Regions from separate parts of the Gossypium hirsutum genome. Here region 1 is linked to region 2. Evidence: chromatin contacts called from public Hi-C data. All regions are on one chromosome and are shown on one strand. Each heading gives the region's core, a stretch centred on a gene start, on an enhancer-like site or on the middle of the called end of the contact. The rest is flanking DNA. Distances are from core to core; before and after follow the strand shown. Region 1 holds the start of LOC107956486 (transcription factor MYC2). Region 2 has its middle 20 kb from the start of LOC121204338.

Region 1 (5,710 bases), core at 200-2,699, 52 kb before region 2:
GTCCAAAACCTTTCTTTTATATATAGTTATATAGATATAATAATATAAGTAACTAATTATTCTCTTTTTCCTTGAGAAATATTTTTACTTTTTAATATTATAAACGATAAAAAAAAAACCTGAAATATAAAAAGACACTGATATAGGAGCGCTCAATCCACAAATGTAAAGCCTTGAGCTAATATAAATATAACACGGTTTGATGATAATTACACAAATAATATTTTAAATTTGAATTTTAAAAATAATATATTAAAAGGGTTAATTATAAAGGTCAGAAAATTAATTTTTATTAAATAAGATTTCTTTTTTTTTTTTGAAAATGATATGAAAACTATGTTAATTTTACGAAATATGTGTCAGTCTATTATATATAGCTATTTTAATAACTCCTATTGTATAGTGTAATATAAAGAACGTAATAGAAAAAAAGTATAATATGGTACGGTATGATATTTCTTTAAGTATGGTTGGTTGTTGGTATATAATAATACATTAATGAGTTTTTTCAGTTTTCAATGATTGGGTTAAAAGATGTATAAATTGTGTGTGATGCCAAATAACGAGGAGCCCATACGCATCGTAGTCACTAGACCTGTCGCTATCAATACACGTGCAAGTGGTGCCAAATGTCTGCCCTTTATTCTATCTCTTCACATGTGACGTTTACGATATTTAAACATGTGCTTTTTTAATCTTTTCACTAAAATCTTTACTCTATCTCTTCCTTTAACTTTACTCACAATATTCAAATCAAATTACTATTAATTAAATTAGTTGAATTTTTTAATTATTTAACTGTTAATAAAATTAAAATATTTTTTAATTATTTTTTAAATTAATTCTTTAGATTAACGGAATTAATTAAAACTTATACATTTTATTTTATTGTTAAAATAAATATGAAACATATAAAAAAAATTTTAAGGTTTATTTAATCAGATTAACCGAATTAACCGAATTAATAATAATCTAATACATATAATATATAATATTAGTTATTAAGTTCAATTAATGCGATTAATTATTCAATTTCGAATTAAATTAACCGTTGACCGAAATTCTAAAAAAATTTTAACTGACCTCCGATTGATTAGATCGATTAATCAAATTAGATCGATTCAATCAATTAATTTAATTTTAATCAAAATTTGAACACCAAGTTAGAAACAAATCCCTCTTTCCTTTATGCTGCTAGGATGATTGAGATTAATATGCTAGTTTCTGTTATCGAAAATTCCAGGTTAATAATTCCAACTTGATAACCTAAAATCATTTCACACAGCCAAAATAAACACGAAAAAACTTAACGAGTTAACGTCACAGTCTTACTGTTAAAATGAACAAAGAAAAGTGGACAAAGCTTATAGGTGAGCATGCAGAGGATTTTAGGATCTTGTGGCCCCCACCTTATAAGTTACAAAGCTTATAAACTCCTCCTCCATCCCCCTTTTTTGTCCAATGCACCCCGTATTCTCTTTTGGTTTTTCTTTTCCTTGTAAAATTTAAGATGATTTAATGGCTTATTTGTTGTAAAGAACTTCCAAAATCTCTGCCTTTCAGATTCCCTCGTGTATTGTTTTCCTTCTTTTTGTATCGGTCAGCCATGGAAGAACTTATAATCTCTCCATCTTCATCTTCTTCACTGGTCTATATGACCCAGGAAACTTCACCTTCAACTCTCCAGCAGAGGCTCCAATTTGTGGTACAAAGCCAGCAAATTTGGTGGACATATGCTATATTTTGGCAGACATCAAACGATGAACATGGTCGTTTGTTTTTGTGCTGGGGAGATGGTTATTTTCAAGGCACCACCAAAGGTACGCCTCCAAAATTATTAAGCGCCAACATTTCGTGCCTAGAAAATGAAAGAAGAAAGGAGATGAAAGGAGCCCAAACTCTCATCGGAGATAACCATGAGGTAGATGTGTCGATGATGGACGGCACCACCGGGGTCAGTGATGCTGAATGGTTCTACGTGATGTCATTGTCTCGATCTTTCCCTGCTGGAGAAGGGATTCCAGGCATGGCTCTAAGTACTGGCTCTCTGGTTTGGTTAACCGGTGCTCATGCTTTGCAGTTTTACAACTGTGAAAGAGCTATAGAAGCACAAATGCATGGCATTGAGACGATGGTCTGTATACCAACTTCTTGCGGGGTTCTTGAATTAGGATCCGTAGAAATGATCAGTGAAAATTGGGGTTTAGTCCAACAAGTGAAATCCATTTTCGGAGCTGATCCCATTGACTTGTTACAAAAGCAATCAAGTACAGATCCAACTCTAACCCGACCTTCAATCCCCTTCCTCGACAGAAACATCTCTTTTGCAGACATGGGTATAGTTTCCGGTGTTGAAGAAGAAGAAGAAAATGTAGGTCCTGTTAATGAAACCAAGCAAGAACACCACAACCACCCAACCAAGAAATATTCCACAAAACTTGGGCAATCTTCTTCTGTGGACTCGGAGCATTCTGACACGGATCGCCCATCACTTGCCATGAGTCATTTAGAGCAGAGAACCCCACAGAAACGTGGAAGGAAACCCGGACTTGGACGAGAGACACCGTTGAACCACGTGGAAGCTGAGAGGCAACGCCGTGAGAAGCTGAACCACAGGTTCTACGCCCTCCGAGCCGTAGTCCCGAACGTGTCGCGCATGGACAAAGCATCGCTCTTATCTGACGCTGTCTCATACATCAGTGAGCTAAAAGCGAAAGTCGAAGAACTGGAATCGCAGCTTCAGAGGGAGTGTAAGAAACCTAAGGTAGAAATGGTTGATGTTACGGATAACCAAAGCACAACCACTTCCGTGGAACAGGAAGCAGCAAAGCCTGATAATTCACCATCCCCTGCAACAGCAGGGTGCGTGGGCCTTGAATTTGATATCAAGATCATGGGGAATGATGCAATGATTAGGGTTCAATCAGAGAATATGAACTATCCAGTTACTAGGTTAATGGTTGCCCTTCGTGATCTGGAGTTTCCGATCCATCATGCAAGCATGTCGTGTGTTAACGAGACCATGCTCCAGGATATCGTAGTCAACGTCCCTGATCTTGAACTCAGAAATGAACAAGGCCTCAAATCTACTCTTCTCAGGAGGCTAGACCACTAAGTTTATCTAGTAAGTGTGTGACGTGAACATCTTTTTCAATGCTTTAGTTTCTTCCTACTGTCGCTTTGTTGGTTTGCCAAATCTCACTCTCTTTATTTATTTGTGGTTTGGTTTTGTATTTTGTGTCCTGTGGTTTCCCTTTTTGGGTTTGTTTTCTGCTTTGTCTTGTATAATTAAGAGATAAAATGAGCAAATATGTTTCCAACAATTTGTAATTTGCCCTTTTTTTTTCTTTTTTTTTTTTTTGTTCTTTGCCTGCTTTATTTCATCCGTTTCTTGCTGCCTCCTTTTCACCAATTCCTTCTACGTATTTTTCTTCTTGCTGTTCCCCAGGTCTAAATTGTTCACACTCTTGAATTTTCACCAAAATATCAGCTTTGTGTGCTTGTAAACCTATAAAATGCCTCTATTTCACTCCAAATCAGGTAAATGAAATCATTCCAAGCAACTTCAAAATAACAATTAATTATAAACCACACCACATTTATGAACTGTTACTGTATAAATATATGTATAGATTACGACGTAAATGTTTGATAGGAATGTTTAAATAAATAAAAATATAATGCAATATACATGATGAATTTAAATATTGTTAATGTGTCAACAACATGTGCTTATTAATTAATCATATTTATGTTTAGGTTTTTACTTCATTTGTTAATTCAATTGATATTTTTATTATTAAAAATTGTGAGTCCTAACATTTTAAGCATAATATTTTAAGATTTGAGAGATTTATAAATAATTTAATAATTGTATAAAAAATATAAATATTAGAATTTTTTAACCAAAGGGTTAATATAATAATTCTATTTAACAAGAAAAAAATTGATAAAAAGAAATGTCTTAATATCTATTTTTCTTTTGTACTATAGACAAATACTCAGTTCCGTGCTTTAAGAAAATTTTTTGTTGGTTTAGTGTATGAACTTTCTTTCCATCAAGCACTTTGTTACTTCCACGTTTTTAATTAAAAGGAATATCAAATAAACTAATAAAAGGCTGACATGTGCAAAATAATAATAAAAATTCTAAAATTTTCTAAAAATACTTAAAATTCCAAATAAAATCTAAAAAGATAATAATATTTTTAAGTTTTTTAAATTATAAGAATATATAAAATAATTTACAAATACTCTTTTAGAATAAATGTGGACAAATTAGATGTCCTAATGAGATCAACCTTCATGTACATTTGTCTAAGTTTATTTTTATATACATTTTTAATAATTATATATATGTAATTATAAAAAAAATTCTCTTAGTTTTTTGAATTTTAGTGTAACATCCTGATTTAGGAACAATGGTTTCGAGACCACAAATTCAAAGTAAAAATAATTATTTTATGATTATTATAAGGTCTAGGATGTGAATGCATGCTTATGTGAAAATTTCATGAGGAAATACTATGCCTAAGATACCCAATTTGATTGTAGGGACTACATTGAATAAGTTGTAAAACTTGAGTTCTAAAAGCTCTTAGCATGAAATTGAGTTGGATTATAATTAGAGTCCCTTGGATAGAAATTTGACCAAGTTCTGAAATTTTGGACAAAAATTGACATGCATGGATAAAAATTCAAAGTTTAGTAAAAATGACATTTTGGTCATTTGGTTAATTAAAGAATAAAAAGGGAAAAATCAAGCAAAAATGTTGTTCATCTTCCTCATAGTGTGCCGAAAATTCAAGGGGTTTGATGTGTGATAAACATCTTTTACTAAGTGGTTTCTAGTGAAAACACTTAAAAAGGACTTGTTTGGAAAAGGTGTTTAAATGAGTAGTAAAACTGTGAAATAAAGGAAAATGTGGGCTAATATGAGCATGCTATAAGTTCAGCTAGGCTTGAGTAACCAAGAAAATGCATGCATTTCATTTTACGAGCCTAGGGACTAAAATGTAAAAATGTGAAAAGCTAGGGGTAAAAGGGTAATTTTTCCATAGAGTAAGTTTTTGGGCTAAAATTGGGAATTGTGATGAACTAATAATTTAATTTGCTTATATAGACACGGAAAGACCAATCCTAGGTGTAGACCACGGAAAACAAAAGGTTTTGGAATAGTCCGAATTCAAACTCGAATCATCGTCCAGGTAAGTTCGTATAACTTAATTGGATATGTAAATATGTTGATTTTATTTGTTGAGTTGAATTGAATGTGTAATGTAAAAATATTGAGTTGTGTGAAAATATCCATAAACTTGGAAATTATCGAGAAAAGATTGTAATCTGTTTGAATACTTAATTCCGATGGATAGGTTATCTCTTATGTGAAATGAGATCCTACATGTGTTGCAGAAAGGATTTAGCCCGGATAGGTAATCTATTAATCTCATTATGAAAAGGATTTAGCCCGGACGGGTAATCCTAAAATTAGTCTATCGGGTACATGTTTCAATTAGGATTTAGCCTGGATTGGTAATCCTAATTGACTGGATTTAGCCTAGACTGGTAATCCAGATTTAGCTCTATAGGGGATTCTTTGTCATACAAAGGATTCAGCCTGAATTGGTAATCCGACAAAATTCTTAGAGTATATGGTACAGCTAGAATTTAGCCTAGAGTAATAATTCTACTGTAAGATATATGGCTCAAG
Region 2 (5,890 bases), core at 1,182-3,681:
CGCCTTCCGATAAGGTCAATCTCCATAACCAAATATGTGTAAACAATTCGTGTCATCTTTGGGAGCAAAGAAAAAAATCCATTTCTCAACCTCCTTATTATATCTCATTTCCATTTTTGAATCTTTTGAAGTTTTCTCAATACTCATGTTACTTAGAAAGATGAAAGTTTGATATAGAATGTCGTGTACCCTTCTTCTAATCGACCATTACAAAATGTTCAAATATCTTCTCTATGTTTGAAGCTTGCAATAAAGCTAGCACTTTTTTTCTTTCGATTTCTAAGGATTCGAATTCCTAGGATGTAGTTAGCTTCACCCAAATCCTACATGCTAAACTATTTTGTAACTGCAGTTTAACTGATGACAACGTCCATACATCATTCCTAATGAGTAGCATGTCATCGACATAAAAAACTAGAAAGACCACATTTCCATCCACAATACATTTATAATGCAAGGTTCATTTACATTTTGCTCAAATCTAAAAGTTTTGACCGCTTGATGAAATCTTTGATTTCAGGAGTGGGACGCCTGCTTAAGTCCATATATGAACCTAAATAATTTGTGAACTTTATGCTTGTTACTTGAGAAAAGGTTTCCACGAGTGGAATGCCTACTTAAGTTCGTATATGGACCTAAGAAACTTTTAAATTAGATAGACCAATCTATGTGGAATCGACCCTACTTTCATAACAACAATTTAAAATTCCATTTTAGGTGTTAGACTTTTTATTTTTGGTGAACTCAACACCCATCATCAAATGTCCTAGAGTTTTTAATCATAGACCTTTAAAAAGTTTGACAAATGTAGATTCAGGCATTCAGAAGTTAAACCATTAAATATGCAATGTTTTGAAGCATACTTAATCTAGAAATGTTGCTATATAGTTAAACTATACTATTATTTAAGTTCCTTATTAAGTTAGTATCATAAGTTAACTGAGCATCAATTCAGTTAAAAAATTATGAATTATCAAAATTTTAAAACAAAAATCATAAATAAGAATTATATAAATAATTTATTTTATTTTAAAAATAAAATAAAAATTCATCCTAAGGATTTGAACTAGGGTACACAACATTCTAAAACATCAATTTTATCAATACAACCAAAAGTTAATTAACAAAATTATTTACATTTTTATTATTTTATCAATAATTTTTATTATTTTTTAAATGCATTGTTTAATTTTATTTATTTTTCACCTGCATAATGATTAGGCTGGCTAGGAAGTTTTTAGGCAGCTATATATTACTTAGACTTGTTGAAATGCTAGGCCGACATCCAAATTAAATTAGTCATCCTCTTTTTTAAATGTAACATTTGGTATTCTATTTTCATATTTAAGACTTCAAATAACAAGTTTCCAGATTTAGTTTCAAGTTAAGAGTATATATACCTTAGTGGAAAATGTTAATCAATTTTTAGTTAAGATAATATTTATAAAATGTAATATAATTGATGAATTATTTATTTAATGTAATAAAAATAACAAATTAAGTTAAATAATTTTTAAGGTAAATTATACCCAATATCACTAAATTATCAGTAAGTTTATATTTTAGTCACTTAATTTTAAAAAGTTACAAAATAGTCAAAGAATTGTTCAAAAGTTTTTATTTAAGTAATTGAGTTATTAAGTTTTTGTAAGCTCCACTAGTGAGCTCCAAGCGATGATTCGATAATTAGTATGGTGGATTAGTACCTATCGATTAGTAGAAAAACATATTTTAGATCTAAGTTGATCTAATGATTAGTGTCGGAGATTGAAGAAAAAAATTATTTAGATTTTGATTTATAATTTTTTATAATCAAAGTTGTTTCATAAAAGAAAAGCTGAATTTTTTATTAGTGTAGGTGTTGCGAACAGAAAAGGCTTTACAACAATAATTTTAACAATTTAGTGACTTTAACTTTTGAATAATTAATGACATTTTGTAAACTTTTAAAATGAATTATAAAATATAAACTTACTAATACTTAATATTAAGTATAATACCCTAATTTTTAACCGAAATCTATGAATACTAATTAACTGGACCTACTATATGTTAATGGGATGGTATTAGAAGAGCCCACTTGAGACGATTGAAGTGAAATAATGATAAAATGGGCTTTCCCCCTTGTCTATTTAAGGCCAGAACCAAAACTTCGTCGCACCCTGAAACTATTTGCAATTGAGGTGTACTGTACGCGTAGCCAATTTGATTGCCATCACCAAACAAAAGCTTCATGGAAAATGTGAGTGATGTTTGTATCTTCTAGAGATGGTGAAAGATTCTGAGAGCTGGATGTTGAATCACGAGCGTAGATTGGACCTGCAAACAAGGATGAACTAAGAATGCATCGATGAGTAAACTTCAATATCCCTTCGATGATACAGTTGAAAGGTTGAAGGGTATAATTAGTCTCCAGTTTGTAGCTATCCATCGTTTGTTAATGTCTTGGGCCATTTGGGCTGTATAATCTTTTGGATCTCAACCTTTATTATCTCATATTATACTATATACGAAAAAGTATTCAAACCACCTTATGCTTGATTAAAAATACTTACTTGTTTATGGTTTACTTATTAAATAAATTTTAAATAAAATGATAACTTTACCCTTCATTAGTTATTTTTTATTAATTTTTTATCTCTAATATTTATATTCAATAATTTTCAATTAAAAATTTAATTTTATTGAAAACCCATTTTAGCAGGAAGAAAAGTAATTAGAATAGCTTTTTGAAAGCATAGCAATTTTCTAAAGGCACAACTTATATCATTTTACTAAAATCAAAACAATTCATTGGTACATTTGCAAGATAAATCACTTTGAAAACTTCAATTAGACTTACAGCAGAAAACAGTACTGCGTATCATTTGAAAAATCGTGATTCTCTTTTTCTTTTAGTTATCTCAAGTTAAGCGTTATTAAAAAGGAAAAGACTTTTGCATAATAAAAACCAGAAAGGTTCTAAAGATCTCAACAAATCATAAAATATCTAAAAATAAATTAAACCCAAGAAAAAGTCCAAAATGTCCATAATAACAACAACAACCAGTGAAATCCATAGTACTAAACCAAAATAGAATGTGAAACCCGAGTTCTAGAGTCACCATCCTATCCTAAGTCAGAGGATCACCTGAAACAAAGCAACAAAGGCATGAGCTTAAAGCGCAATGTGTGATTTGGCTCATAATTTTAGTACAAACATACATATGTATCAAAATGTCTGATATAGTTTCATATTATATAATATTTTATACAAATCATATCTTAACGTATCATATCATATTGAATCTTAGCATATCATGTTCTATCGAATCATAACATAGCATATTTTATCCTACCATATCATGTCCTACCCCATCCGCTATACACTATCTCCGTCCAGCCAATCACACCATATAGGACTACAAGAGTCTATCCATCCAATCACACCAATTTGTAGCGATGTGCCACTAAGATATTTGCAATTGAGCTGCCATACAAAATTTGCGGTCTAGTTGCCATATAGCACTTCCTCCATCATATCATAACCCACCCTGGAACACAAATAAATCATAATCATATAGCATACTTACATATATCATAAATCATATGGCATACATACTACATATTTCATACAAATTATAACATAGCACACAATTTAAAGATAACATTTCTTACTTAACATACCTCTTAAGCTTATCCGAATACTTTTATGTATTGAAACTTAGGCCTTTCCGGCCCCATATGATGCCTATAGGCCCAAATTTTGAGTCCCTCAAATAGCCCCTAATTGAGCCCTAAAATTGAGCAAAAAGAACCACACAATCGTGTCACCCACACGACCTAAAAACTTAGCCTGTGTGCTCCACATAGTCTACCCACACGGTTTGCACAGTTTCACACGGCGGTGTGCCACACACAGCTTGACCATACATAATCTGGCCACACGTTCTACAAAGTTTCACACGACCGTGTGCCAAACACGATCTACCACATTACTTGAGACACGAACGTGTGGCAGTGGGCAGTTTTGAAAATAGCCCCTGTTTCATGATTTGTCAAGTTTCTATCGAGTTTAAGTGTCGTTTTCACACACCTGATCGAAAATACAATTAACCACACTCCTGAAACTCACAAAATCTACAATTGTTTATCAAACCCTACTCATTAATCACAATAAAACCCTTCTAAGAATGAATTTTTAAACCAAAATTTCAGAACGTATACTAATGTTGAATACTTACTCTTTAGAAACCAGTAAATAATCACAACGATTACTCCTCCAGAGGACATTGATTTCTACCCCTTTCGCCTAAAACAAAGTTAATCGCATACTAATTAAAACATAGGGAGAATCTAATCGTTAAAGTCCACTTAGACAAATCGAGCAGAATCGAACAATAACAGTAAAATAAATCACAAACTTACGTAACTATTCCTTTAACACAACCTACGCAAATCTAACAACAACTTATTGACGTAATAAGTAAACCCCCAAAGAAAGAAAATAAAGAAAAGCCCAAGCAAGAAAATAGAGCTATATAACTGAATCAAAAGCGAAAGGAAAAAAGAAAAAAGTTTGCAGACTTGGGAAATTAGAAAAGAAAGTGGAACGTGTATGAGGAGTAGTGATCAGTTGAAATTAGGACCAAATTTAGGGATTTGGCTATATTTTGATAATGTAAAGAATTAAATTAAAAAAAAGATAAAATATCCTATAATAATCTAACCATCGAGCTTTTACAATTTAAAAAGAACTTAACTTCCAACAAATAGCAAACAACAAAAATAATCCATATGCTCATGCCAAGACTTGAACTTAAGACCCTAGAGTATGCTAAAGCTTAACCATTGAACCACTAGGCTCATCGTTTTCATAACCCTACAAAGAAATTAATTTAAACACTAGGGCTCAAGCTTAACTTAAAGCCAAAATTAACAGAAAATCCCAAAACAAGGGAATCGAACTTAGGACCCAAAGCATACTTTCCAAGCACTTAACCACCACATTAAAGTAAATAATTTTGCAGACAAATACCTTCCAAAAACCAGAAATTCGAGGCATTACAACTCTCCCCTCTTAAAAGAAATTTTAGCTTCAAAATTTACCTGACTCGAAAAGATGAGGGTACTGCTGACGCATCAAGTCCTTAGGCTCCTAAGCAGCTTCCTTGGACCCATGATTCTGCCAAAGTACTTTACCTAGAGAAATGATATTTCTTCTCAAGACTTTAATCTAATGATCCAAAATCTGTATCAGCTCCACCTTAAAAGACAAATTTGGCCTCAACTCAACCTCCTCCACTAGAACCACATACAATGGATCAGATCGATAACATCTCAACATATACACGTGAAAGGCGTCATAGATGTGACCTAACTCTGGAGGTAACTAAAGCTGATAAGCAACTGGCCCCATATGCCTCAAAACCTAATATGGCATAATAAATCGAGGGCTTAACTTGCCCTTACGACCAAACTTGAGAATCTTTTTCCAAGAAAACACCTTAAGAAAAGCCTGATCCCTTACCTTATACTCAATCTCTCGCCTCTTACGGTTCGCATACGACTTCTGTCTATCAGAAGCGGCCTTAGGCACACATCCCTTACCAAAAAATAAATTGTCTCAAATCCACATCCTTTGGCATACAAATATGACCCCCAAAACATAGAATCCCATCATCATTATACCCAAAATCCAAAGTCTTACCATCATTTAATTGTTGAACCTAACTAATCAGATACTCATCCATAAGTTGTTTACTCTTAATCTCATTTAACCAAGATAGCTTAACCTATACCTCAGCCAGAATTCCATGATCATCGAACAAACTTAAGTGAGCAAACATCGCCCTCAAATCAAACATAGACCTTCAAATAAAAGCATCGGCCATCACATTTGGCCTTACCA

What was found. A called contact is a pair of places that touch in the nucleus more often than the background predicts.
Region 1: a contact with region 2 is called in a Hi-C map of hypocotyl, with 1.7 times the contacts expected there. The contact joins the promoter of LOC107956486 here to the enhancer-like site in region 2. A contact is called at or near these places in 6 of 34 Hi-C or Micro-C datasets (anther, cotyledon, hypocotyl and 1 more).

What each region holds. Positions count from the first base shown.
Region 1 is chrA07:29,549,149-29,554,858 of Gossypium_hirsutum_v2.1, reverse strand. It overlaps LOC107956486 (transcription factor MYC2), which reads left to right and starts at 1,449. Exons shown (of 1, transcript XM_016892137.2): 1 at 1,449-3,362. The coding sequence starts at 1,607. The coding sequence ends at 3,115.
Region 2 is chrA07:29,497,557-29,503,446 of Gossypium_hirsutum_v2.1, reverse strand. No RefSeq gene overlaps it. Among protein-coding and RNA genes, the nearest start is that of LOC121204338, 20 kb to the left of the region's middle. Within about 2 kb of position 2,431, at least 3 of the 9 cell types and tissues checked have an H3K27ac peak or open chromatin away from gene starts, as enhancers often do. A contact at or near this core is called in hypocotyl and leaf, where this site is marked.